2 separate regions of the Sus scrofa genome follow, and region 1 is linked to region 2. Evidence: chromatin contacts called from public HiChIP or PLAC-seq data. All regions are on one chromosome and are shown on one strand. The core of a region is the stretch at or near the end of the contact, and the rest is flanking DNA. Distances in the headings are between cores, read along the strand shown. Region 1 overlaps VPS41 (vacuolar protein sorting-associated protein 41 homolog). Region 2 overlaps POU6F2 (POU domain, class 6, transcription factor 2).

Evidence for each region. HiChIP or PLAC-seq counts read pairs in DNA pulled down with a chosen protein or histone mark.
Region 1: a contact with region 2 is called in an H3K27ac HiChIP or PLAC-seq map of alveolar macrophages, with 6 times the contacts expected there. The contact joins two enhancer-like sites. A contact is called at or near these places in 1 of 47 Hi-C or Micro-C datasets (embryonic fibroblasts) and 2 of 2 datasets of contacts at active chromatin or transcription factors (alveolar macrophages and skeletal muscle).

Annotation. Positions count from the first base shown.
Region 1 is chr18:55,306,966-55,310,191 of Sscrofa11.1, forward strand. The region is part of intron 2 of VPS41 (vacuolar protein sorting-associated protein 41 homolog); the gene reads left to right. Among named protein-coding and RNA genes, the nearest start is that of VPS41, 15 kb to the left of the region's middle. Within about 2 kb of position 1,901, at least 13 of the 83 cell types and tissues checked have an H3K27ac peak or open chromatin away from gene starts, as enhancers often do. A contact at or near this core is called in alveolar macrophages, where this site is marked.
Region 2 is chr18:54,743,854-54,747,156 of Sscrofa11.1, forward strand. It overlaps POU6F2 (POU domain, class 6, transcription factor 2), which reads right to left. Exons shown (of 10, transcript XM_021079083.1): 10 at 980-3,303. Among named protein-coding and RNA genes, the nearest start is that of YAE1D1, 82 kb to the left of the region's middle. Within about 2 kb of position 1,303, at least 5 of the 83 cell types and tissues checked have an H3K27ac peak or open chromatin away from gene starts, as enhancers often do. A contact at or near this core is called in alveolar macrophages, where this site is marked.

The sequences.
Region 1 (3,226 bases), core at 651-3,150, 560 kb after region 2:
CGCTCATGAGCAACACGAGGCCTGAAGTCTGGTTCCTGCGTCTGACTTATCCCACCTGCAGATTGCTGAGGCCTCCAGTTTACTCGTGTCTGTTTTCCTCACACGGCCAGTGCTTTGTGGGTACCAGGTGCTTAACAATATGTTTCAGTGGATTTTTTAGGGGGAGAATAGCCTTCTGGATTGAAAATGTCAAATCGTCAAGATGCGGTAGAATTTGTGTCGTTATTTTAACTTGAAACGTTTGAATATTATTAAGTCTGGTGAATGGTAGGTTACATTTCCTATGTTCCTTACTCTGCCAGCTCCCTGGGTACCCTTTCATCTTTCCTGCCAACCAGCAGGGGACCTGGTCCCTGGAACGGTTTGGTCACTCAGGCCATCTATTCCTTGACCAGAGAGGAGAATTTCTACTTGGAATTTTGAAATTAGGGACATTCTCTCTGGATTGTAGAGCACGGAAGGATTAGCCAGTGGGACGTTCATAAGCATGTATATACCCCACTGCGATTGTGCCCCGGGTATAAAATAAAAATCGACACATCCTTAAGTGCTGCAGTTTTCTTTCCTGTAGATTGGGGATTTTACCCGCCAGGACTCTTGTGAGTGTGAAATGAGCGTGTTAAGTGCTAGGTTGCAGTGGTCGGCTTGTAAATAGAACTGTGATTTATCATCCAAACTTGGGCGTGGCTTGGGGTGCACAGTTCTCTTTTCATGTAGCTTGGCCTGGACAGAGCTTCTGAAAGCAACTTTACTGATAAACGCAAGGGAGAACAAACTCCCGAGGAGAAGTTGCAAAAGCAGAGGATCAGAGAAATTTTTAGAGGGCCCACTGTTTACAGTCGTAAAACGAAAATGGCACAAGTTAGCTCAAGGGATGTGCTTATGACCTTGTGAGTTTCTCCTCTCCTCCTGCTCTTTGGGTGGCTGGAGGCCAGTGACACTAGCTGATGAGAGTTCGCCTCCCCGGTGCCCCCAGTTACCACCTTGGAGAGGGCGCGCCCATCACATCAGGGCTTCTGTGTTTTATGAGGTTCTCCACTCGTGATGGCTCAGTCACAGTCACCTTTGTTCTTTCAGAAGCTTGGTCCTTCGTGGAGTTTCTTTTCTTTCCATTTTCTTTTCTTTTTCCTTACTTTCTTTTTTTTTTTTAGAATTCTTGTGATTCTGGTCTCTTATTTATGCCCACTGAATTAGAATCTGAGATGGAGTGGCTACTCAGTGAAGTAAGTCAGAGTGAGAAAGACATTGTAGGCTGTCACTCATCGTGGGATCTAAAAGTACGACACAGATAAACACATCCACGAAACAGAAACAGGCTCCCAGACAGAATAGACTGGCGGTTGCGGGGGGGGGGGGGGGGTTGGAGGGGGCGTCTGGGATTAGCAGGTGTAAACAGGCATATGTAGACTGGATAAACAACAGAGTCCCCTGTACAGCACAGGGAACTGTATTCAGTATCCTGTGATAAACCGTAATAGAAAGAAAAAAAAAAGCTGGCGATGGAGTGGTTTAGCAAAGTATCAGCCAGCTCCCCAAACCCAGTTTAGATGACTCTGCGGCACAGTCACATTGGGCCCTGGGGCACTAGGGCACCAAGCTGGGGCTGACCTCGCGGCTTGTCATCATTTGCAGATCAAAGCTAGTGCTGTGGTTGAGCCTGGTGTGTGGAACAGGGCTGAGAACCTGAGTCTCGGGCTCCTGCCAGCTCCTCGGGTACCTGTCATCTTTCCTCCTCAGCCAGCCCAGTCTTCGGGGACCCAGAAGCGTTTTGAAATGGAGGCTCTGTGCCCAGGACGTCAGCTCCATCTCACACAAAACACTTCCTCTTTCCCCAGCCTTTGCCTGGGCGCCCCCCCTTGGGCTCAGCGGGGCCACAGTTTGTCGGGAAGGGGGGAGGCGGCCGCAGCGTGCTCTGTTTCCCCTCTGTCCCCAGCCCGGTCTGGGTCCCGGGGGCCTGGTCTCTGCCCTGTTTCCTGCAGCGCTGGGAGCCGGCCTCCCTCAGGCTCCAGCTCCCCCGCCCCGATCTGTTAGTTTCCCTTGACGAGCGGTGTGTCTTCCCTGCAAGGACTTCACCGCCTGGGAGGTCCCGGCTTCTCTTTCTCCTCCCGGGCCCACTGTCCCCTAACCCCTCCTGGCCTCTGAGGCCGGTGGTGCGGAGTCTTCTCCCAGGCCACTGTCGCGGGGCCCTAATGGTGGGACTGGGGCTTGGTGGGGGTTTGTGCAGAGAGTGGGGAGTGGGGGCTAAAATTGCACCGGGGACCAGCTTGGGGTGGGCTTGGATGAGCTTCCTGAGGAATCGGCCGTCTCCTGACTCCCGAGGGTTCTTTAAGGGGCGCGGTGACCAGTCAGAGGTGTGTTTTAGGAAGATGTTCCTGCTGCTTCAGGAGGTCACGTGTCAGGGCACTGAGAGCCTTAGTTAGAGCTGTTTGGAGAGAAGATCAGGTTAAAAGGGACCAGTTTGCAAAAGAAAGATAAAGTCAAACAATTGCTGAGTTTAGCTTTCAGGCTGTTGCCCAGAATTTGCCCAGCTAGTATACATTCGTGTCACTGGGTGCTTTCTAGCCCTTCGTTTTTGCTTCAAGCAGAACAGCAGAATTTTTTTTTTTTTTGGTGGTAAAATATGGTATTTACCATTTTAACCCTTTTTCGGTGTAACGATTCATTGGCATTAAGTACATTCTCGTTGTCACGCAGCCATCACCACCCCCCATCTGCAGCACTTTTCATCATCACAAAGTGGACCTGAAGCCGTGAAAGAGTAACTCGCATCTCGCCCTGCCCCCAGCACCTGCTAACCTCTAGTCACCTTTCTGTCTCAATCAGCGGAATCCTGTAATATTTGTCTTTTTGTGTCTGTTTCTTTATCTTAGGAGCGAGCACCATTTTTATAGCTTAGACTTCAGGGTTTGAGGGTAGATTCTTGCAAAGAGAGTGTGAAGTTAAAGAATGTTTGAAGATCCTTGACTATTTCTGAATCATAACCTTTCTTGAGGTTCAGCCTTGCTTCTGGGACCCCTCCCTGGGGACATGGCTTCCGTTTTCCTGTTGCCGCTGTCTCCGGAGTGCTAAGCAGGGGACTCGATGAATGAAGGGTGCTGAGAAGCAACAGACCAGCCAATTCCCGGAGGCACTCAGGCATTGCTGTGGCGGCATTGCTGTGCACAGAAGTATACATTCTCTGAGGCCCTGGCTGGATTTGGGGGTTCATCCTGATGCTGAGACGAAG
Region 2 (3,303 bases), core at 53-2,552:
GTATTTTTTAAATTCTTTTCTTTAATTTTTATTTTTTTATGGCTGTACCTGCTGCAAATGGAAATTCCCAGGCTAGGGGTCTAAGTGGAGCAGCAGCTGCCAGCCTACACCACAGCCACAGCAACACCAGATCCGAGCTGCACTGGCAAGTTACACTGCAGCTCTCGGCAATGCTGGATCCTTAACCCACGGAGCGGGGCCAAGGATCAAACCCGTGTCCTTATGGACACTAGCTGAGTTCGTTACCACAGACCACAACGGGAATTCACTGTTTTTGCTACTCTTGAGTCATGCCATGCCTGTGACTGCATGTTCTGGAAAGTTTTGGCATTTAGACGGTGCTGCTACCTGTGGGCAGGAGGAAGGAGTTCATGTTATGTGATTTACTCATTCCAAAGGACGTGGGAACGTCTTGCTGAAAAAAAAAGAAGTAAGTCTTTTAAATTAGAATCACAATCTCTGTACTTGCAGTAACCGTAGCAAACGTTTCTTATTACCTAGAGATCACCCAGGTTTTTTTTTCTTGTGTCTTTTTAGGGCTGCAGCTTTGGCACATGGAGGTTCCCAGGCCAGGGGTCAAATTGGAGCCGTATCCACCAGCCTACGCCACAGCCACGCCAGATCCGAGCCATGTCTTAGACCTACACCACAGCTCATGGCAAGACTGGATCCTTAACCCACTGAGCACGGCCAGGGATGGAACCTGCGTCCTCATGGATACTAGTCGGGTTCATTAACCACTGACGGAACTCCCACCAACCAGACTTTTAAGACTTTGTTTGAACAAGTTTGACTTGGGATTTCTGTAACTTGCAACCAAAGGAATCCTAATTCCCTTAGTATTTGAAAAGTTAAAATAATCATGGTATTAACCAGTCTGTCGTGAACCCTCCTTTTCTTAACACAAATGAACATGCTCATTTACATGCTCACCACTTAACCAGAATGTCTGAGTTCAAGACACATTTCGCCTAGAAGCTCATGTCAAACAGTTGTTTATTTTTCATGGTACAAATTAAAAGTGACAGATCTGAAGCTGTTAAGAAATACACAAAGTGCAGCTTTACTGACCGTACAGATATTGCTCTAGATTAAGTACAGTTTTGTCAGTTTTTTTTTTTTTTCAAAACGTTAAGCAACCTGTGCAGATAAATCAGCTTTGGTTTCAATGTCAGAGCAAGTAAGGAGCTTTTAAATATCCAGTTTGGCTTCTTGGTCACAAGTCCATCATGTCAACCCGTTGTCATGATGCTTTTTTCAAAACAACCCAGTCTGTTTCCCCGCCCTCCTTCCTGCTGCTGCTCAGGGCACAGAGAAGCAGCTTGTCTTTGTGGTGCCTCCTCAGTGACCCGGTGGCCAGTCTGAATCACAGCACGTAGGACAAAAAAAACCAAACAAAAAAACAAAATCACTTCCTTAACAACAAAGAAACAAATGTGCCTCACATAATTTCAAGTTGAAGACAAGCAAATCACGTGACAAAAAGCTCATTACAAAATCTTATCCAAACATTTTACAGTCAAACATTGAAATGAAACTCAATTTCCTTTTTCTCCATTTTTTTTTAAGCTTGGTCATTAACTGGGTACAAGTAGAGTGCTGAGGTAAAACATTGATGAACAGTTTGTATTTCTTTTTTTTTTTTCTTAAAATAGTAACAGTTTAGTATTGCAAGATTGTCAGCAACATTTAGCCATAGCTATACAATGTGCATATACCTACAAATACTGAGCTTTGGTCCAGCGTAGAGAAGATGAGCAAAGGCATTTTACAATTTCTTTTTGGTTATAGCTTGAGTTCTTTGATACGCCTCTACTTGTTTTTGTTTTTTTTTTTTCCCTAGCTCCTTTTGTTTTTATGTTCTCTCTTTTGTGGAGTGTGTGCATGAGTGAGTGAGTGTGTGTGTGTGTGGATGTGTATCGTGTGATTTACAAAATAAAGAAACCAAAAACCTTGCAATGCAATGAAAACTCTTAACTGTTCACAATGCTTTTTTTTTTGATCGAAAAAGAAAATGAACCCACAAGTGTAAAATATAACATCAGTCATTTTCTCTTTTTCATCAAGCAATGAAGAAGATGAAGACGACAATAATTTAAAGATATGTAAGAAAAATATCGAAGCTTGAAATACAATCATGTTATGCCTGACACGGCTTTTATTTTTTGTAAGTGGCAACCTTAACCTTCAGTTCATGGAAACATAAAAACACTGAAATGCTGCTGGCATATGAAGTTGTTTACAAGTGGAAATAAGAAATGTAAATGAGGCGGTAGGTGTGGCCCCAAAGACTTACAAGTTACACAGTGTAATTTATATTCCTAAGAATCTGTTCAGGCACCTTTTTATGCCTTGTAGCAAAAAATTTATCTGTAAAAAATTAATATAAGAAGCATTACAACACCTTATAAATAATTTATAAAACAATACAAAATTATAAAACTATAAAAAAAATCACTGCACGTGAATGGTTTTATGACTGTGGGATGAAGGTGTGATTTTATTCCACTCTGGAAGATTACTTTTGTTTTATATTTTCACTGTTCTAGTTATACTCTCCCAATTATAGATCTCTGAACTGAGCGGGCCTTATGTAACTGCTGCTGGCATGTGTTTAAACATTTAGCATCCATCACATTTTATCTTGTTAACTTCTCTTCTTGGGGAGCTTTTCTTGATGGAATTTGGAGAAGGTCCTAGGAGAATACAAAATCTGTGTAATCAGTACATTATCGGATTTCTGGGTTGGTGGTGTTTGTGCTGTTTTGAGCTGGCCAAGCGGGTACCGGGATGTTGGTGACACAGGAGGTCAAGTTGGCTGTGGTCCAGTCGGCATCAGGCTGGCCAAATGGAAACCCCTGTGCAAGCAACTGGTTCGACTTGCAGGATTTCACTTTAGACTCTCCTTGCTGGTGGTCTGTCTCCTGATTCCTGTATGAATCATCTGGGGAGGGGACGAAGGGTGGGGACAGTCACACCATTGCACTGACGCCACCAGCACAGGGGCCAGCAGAAGAACCTCAGGTCCCTACTGGGAGGGAGTGTGTTAGGGGAAAACGATGGCGTTTCTGATCACTTGGGCAACTCGAGGTTGTTTTGTTTTGTTTTGTTTCCTCTCACGATTTACTTCTAGATAGTACTAATTATGAATTACTTATTCCGGAGTATTTGCATCTCAGCAGGAGGCAGACTGCCATCCTCTCTTGCCTGTTCCTGTAACGCAACGCCTTTTGCCTCTCGGCGCAGAAGACCAGGGCAGGTGCCGAGTGTTTACCTGCACAGCCATCCTCGCATCTTTGCCTT